Linked DNA regions of Gossypium hirsutum: region 1 is linked to region 2. The links are chromatin contacts, called in public Hi-C maps. All regions are on one chromosome and are shown on one strand. Each heading gives the region's core, a stretch centred on a gene start, on an enhancer-like site or on the middle of the called end of the contact. The rest is flanking DNA. Distances are from core to core; before and after follow the strand shown. Region 1 holds the start of LOC107900952 (probable alkaline/neutral invertase F). Region 2 holds the start of LOC107900956 (probable serine/threonine-protein kinase WNK10).

What was found. Hi-C and Micro-C count contacts between places; a contact is called where the count stands out from the background.
Region 1: a Hi-C map of leaf shows a contact between it and region 2, with 4 times the contacts expected there. The contact joins the promoter of LOC107900952 here to the promoter of LOC107900956 in region 2. A contact is called at or near these places in 6 of 34 Hi-C or Micro-C datasets (callus and leaf).

Annotation. Positions count from the first base shown.
Region 1 is chrD08:49,147,997-49,150,826 of Gossypium_hirsutum_v2.1, reverse strand. LOC107900952 (probable alkaline/neutral invertase F) reads left to right here and starts at 1,517. Exons shown (of 5, transcript XR_005916764.1): 1 at 1,517-2,508.
Region 2 is chrD08:48,886,103-48,888,802 of Gossypium_hirsutum_v2.1, reverse strand. LOC107900956 (probable serine/threonine-protein kinase WNK10) reads left to right here and starts at 1,447. Exons shown (of 7, transcript XM_016826758.2): 1 at 1,447-2,197; 2 at 2,362-2,399; 3 at 2,504-2,700. The coding sequence starts at 2,090.

The sequences.
Region 1 (2,830 bases), core at 268-2,767, 260 kb before region 2:
ATTAAATTTTGTATTACCAACGAACAGTTTGTACCCTACATTTTATATTGTTACACCAATGAATAATATGCATTTCTTACGCCAACATACGGATGGCTTGAACCTATTCTATTTTACATGTACAATTATGGCATCCACAATATACATATGCCATGTCTCCATCGAATAAATTTAATCCCTCTATATTGACAATTGCACCGCTCGGGTATATTTTATGCATTTTCAGATTGCCGGGCCAATGAGCATACCACCCATTAAATCAAAAAGAAAACTTAAACGAACCAACCATGAATAGAAACACCATCTGCCAATGCATTATTAAGGGTACAAATGAATTTCAATAGCCTCACAAGACACCATATATTCCCAAGTCGTAGGGCCAATAATTGTATCCTCCATAAAAGTACAAGACAATTTTTGGGTACGTTCCCTATAACTTACCACCCATTTTTTTTACAACAACTACTACCTACAGGGGTGGCCTACAAATAGTCTCGAGGCATGGTCACTTTCTAACCTATCTCTCGACTAGGAGGGGGACTATTGTTATATCCCCCAATTTGGACCTGGTTGGACCCTCCATTAGGCCCTTACCCCTCCTATAAGTACCCCAAGATACCACTTAGTAAAGGGATTCCTCTCCACTCAAAACCCTAATTCACTAAGCAATAATCCTGACTCTCTCTACCTGTCCAACTTTTGACCTTAAAATGGGTGAACTGACCTCTTTCGATTCTATCCCTCATTTTTATCAATTTCCATTCATACCATGCATTAATAGACACATGAAGAGCTATTTTATAACTTCTATAGAGATGAGGTTCCAGTCAAATCTGTGATGCACAAGTGTGTAGTGCACTTCGTTTCCAGACATAAGCAACATTCAAACTGTAAACAACATCTAAGGTGACTAAGGGTGAGTTTGGATGGGCGATTGGGTGCGGTGCGGTGCGTTTAGCTTACTTTTTCTCTCACGCTACAGTATCGCTACAGTATCTAATCTCACCTCCACCGCTGTTTTTACACTAACCGCAGGTCAACGCACCGCCCATCCAAACCCACCCTAAAGTTCATGGGTTTCAAATTTTATTTTATTCTTTTTTTATAAAATTTTAATTATTTTCTACAATTTTAGGAATTTTTAAATGCAATTTTATAAAATCTTATACTTTCATCGAAAAATAATTTTTTAATAAATTTATTTTTTAAAATTTTTATCTGTTTTAATTTTTTAGAAAATGGAAGAGTTTATGGGTTTGTTTGTGTTCCCTTTGGCGCCCAAAGCCAACGGCCTCCAAGGTCCCACGATAACTCCTCTCGCCACCAAAAACTGAAAGAAGTTCACAAACAATTTTGTTAATCTCTAAAACGCCCGTACATTATGAACTTCCAACTTGTCACCCAGGGCACGAAATGACGAGGGGCAATTTCGTAGATAAACTAAGTATTGAGACCTATTCTAAAACAACTTCCACACTTTAAAATTTTTTTTCCAGCCTCCAAAACGAACCACAATTCGGTACCCAATCGCTCACGCCCTTTAGGCTTCCATCTCTGATCCATTTTTGCATTATTTTCTTTGTCCGTATCTCACTATTCTCTCCAGCAGTTTCAGTTTCTACGAAACGAAGAGGAAGACCTGAGAAAGGTATATTGTGCAATTGTGCTGCTGATATTTGATTCTCTTCTTTAAGAATGTCAACTTTGAGAGCTCCGTGTGATCTTTTAGAAGATGTAAAGGAAGCAGAGGCGGTTCCTGCGCTTTATTTTACTCTTTCAGTCGGAGATAGTGAGAAAGGACTTGGAGATTCATCGGAAAAAGAGGTGAAATCGGCTGACTTTTTTATCGTTCTTAAACACGAAGGAGAGTGCACCGTGACGCCTATCGAAGAACAACCTTCGGAGACTACCACGGAGAAAGGAGCTGACGACGCGAGTGAGAAATCTTTTGATTTTATCATGTTTGAGAAGTCTAAAATTACCGAGAAATCCCTGTGTTCACAAAATGAAGAGGAAGAAGCTCTTGAATCTCCTGAGGAAGCTTCGCAAACTGAAAATGTAAAATGGACGGATAATGGAAAGACTTCTCTAGAATCAAACCAGCGAGAGAGTCCAAAAATATCAACAGAAATATTTCAAGACACAATCGGAAAAGAAGAGTCATCCAAATTGGAGGAAGAAAATGAATCGACTGACAAACTTGATAAGCCGATGAAGACGTTGAGAGTGCAGAGCAACGAGAACATATCCAAATCCAATAATGCAAACGTGGCGCAGATGTCACTGAAGCCGTCTCCTAGCGTAGGTTCGAGTCTCGAGAACTTGGAACTCGACAGTTTATTGCCTGCGGTCAGATCCGTCGATAGTCCTCTAGGGAGTACAGAAAACGGTGCGATGTTGGAAGAAGCGTGGGAGGGACTACAAAAATCTTACGTATATTACAAAGGCAAGCCAGTCGGTACGCTCGCTGCTATGGATCCTATCGCCGAGGCTTTGAATTACAATCAGGTATATTATGTTTAATTCTTTGTCTTCATTTTTGTTTTCTTTTGATTTTTCAAATCCTGATATCTCCCTTGTTTTGTTATATTATCATTTTCTTTTGTTTGGCTATTTTGCAATGAAGCTTCATTTGTCTTAGGTGTTTTCTCAACGGTCTTTCTTTAGCCTTCAAATCCATGCTTGTTAGAATCCATTTTATCTTCAGAATTTTGCTTACTGCTATTCGCTTTCGCTATAGCATTTTGAGGCATTTTCTGTTTTTGTGAATGGTGTTAAGGAGATTCCTGTTTTACATGCATGATAATCATCTATATCTATTTCTTACGCT
Region 2 (2,700 bases), core at 198-2,697:
GATTACAAGGACCTAAAATATTTTTTTAATTTAACCCGAACAAATATATTCAATTCGAATTTCATCTCACTCGACTCGATTCGAAAAAATTTCAAATGGAGTTAGGATGATAAAATAGGATTCGTCAACTCGATTAACTCAAAAAAATTTTCATTCGATTCGATTCGATTTGATTGAACGCTCACCCCTCATTGATAGTATATTTTTTTTCATAAATAATCTTAAAAAATATCATGTATCTTTTTCTCATATATTTATTTTTTTCAAATATTTTACTATACCTTACAAGACATTTGTCATCACATTAGTCTTGCTTTTAGAGTCTAAAAAATCCATTGGCAATATAATAAATACTTTCTTTTTCTTAATGTTTTATACTCTAATGGCATAATGACTTATTTGGCCTTCCAATTTTACAAAAAAAAAATCATTTTAGCCATTAATTTAATTGTTCGCCTCTTTTAGTTTTTTAGTTTTTGAACATGTGTTATTTGTCAAATCACTCCAAAATTGATGGAAAATTTAACGTTTCTTAATCTTATTTAGGGGTGTTCAATCGGTTAACCGATCCGAACTACCATTAACCAAATTAACTAACCTTCTTAAACCCATAACTGTTAACTGAACCGAAATTTTTCAAAAAAAATTAACCGAACTGAACTTTTTTGGTTAATTCGATCGGTTAACCAAACCGAAATTTATATTTTTTTATTTTTTGGTTAAAACAAGTATAAAATATATATATATAATTAACCGAATTAACCAAATTTAATAGATGTAAAATGTATATAAAAATATAAATTTTCGATTAATTAATCGATTTCGAATTGAATTAACCGTTAACCGAAGTTCTAAAAAATTATTAACTGAACCCGATCGAATTAATTTGGTTTTACGCGAAATTTGCACACTCTTAATTTTGTTGATATGGCATTCACATGTATGTCACTTCAACAATTAATTAATCATAAAAATATTAAAAATAAAAATTATTTTTTAAATTTTTATAAAAATAATTAATTATTGATGTGATATTCACATGGATTGTTATGTAGATACAATATTAACAAAGTAAGCAAATATTAATTTTTCATTCATTTGGACAAATCATATAAATTCAAATGCTAAAAAAATTAAATGAAGACTAAATTGATTTTTTTAAAGTTGGTCAAATAATTTATTAAGCACAGTATAATCTAAAATTCTCAATCTTATAGAGACCACCATTCATACCCACGGGCCACAGTCAACGGCCCACGAACGTTTAAAATAGATCGCTTTTAGAACGGTGCGGTGCTATCACAAGTCAAACTCGAAGCCGTTGCAGTTACCCATTAAAGAGAAAAACCAAACAAAAAAAAAAATAGAATAAGCGGCGCGGCGAAACGTCAACTTTGGTCACTTTTGATAATAAAAATTGAAGTAATAACGGCGTTAGACCAGACAAAGAAAAAAGATATCTTGAAGCTTTCCGTAGAAATTTAAACCCCTACAAGTGTTTGGTCAAAGCTTCATTTTCGGATATTTTCAGAATCTCATAATTCATAACAAGTCTTTAATGTCTCAACGGCTTTTCTTTTTCCCCTTTTAGCAACAATCAATCCCCATTTCTTTACTTTTTCTTTTCTTTTCCTTCCACATCTGTCTGGAAAAAAAAAGGAACAAATTGCTTTGGTTTCGGCTTCTTTATTTTTATTGTTGGAAGAGAATTTGTCTTGACATTTGAAAAAAAAGGAAATGGAATTGGAGAAGATGGGTTTGGTGTAAAGAAATGAGGGGATTGCTGCACAAGGTACTTGGGGTTATGAATTGTAAACGCGGTTCATTGCCTCGAAACGACGTCGTTGTTGCCCTAATCGAATGCCGGTTCCGCCCTCGGTCGGCATTCGATTCTTTCTGCATTGCCTCTGAAACCTTCTCTGACCATCATCACCGCCACCACTACCACCACCATCAACAACAACAACGTTGTCGTTACCTTCCTTCTTACACTTTTTTAAGGGGAAAAAAGTGAATCCTTTTGAAAATTTTGGAAAACATAAATTGTCTTTATTTTTTTTTTCTGGTAGCTATTTGGTTCTTAGCAGTAATGGATTCTGGGTTAGGTTTGGAAATGCCAGCCAATAATGGAATGCATTATACTTCTGAAGTAGAACCAGGTTTCGTAGAAAGAGACCCAACGGGTCGTTACATTCGGGTATGGGTCTATTTTTTTACCATTTTCTATTGTATTCACAAATGTAGTACTTTCTCTCTCTCTCTCTGTCTCTCTCTCTTTCTCTCTCTTTTAATATAAAATGTTTCATATTTGAGACAAGCTAGCAGGATATCTAATGTTTCATTTTTATTTTTGTATTACAGTTTGATGAAGTGTTGGGCAAGGGTGCATTTAAGACAGTGTATGGTTCTTTAATCTCCTCCGGTCTTGCCAACAATATGGATGGTGTTTGAATGATTGTTTAGTGTTTAACCTCAGGCTTTTTTGTTTACAATGCTGCTGCAGTTATAGGGCCTTCGATGAAGTTGAAGGAATAGAAGTCGCTTGGAACCAAGTAAGGATCGACGATGTATTGCGGACACCGGAAGATTTGGAAAAACTGTACTCCGAAGTTCATCTCTTGAGATCGTTGAAGAATGAAAACATCATCAAGTTGCACAATTCATGGGTGGATGACAAGAAGAAAACTGTTAACATGATTA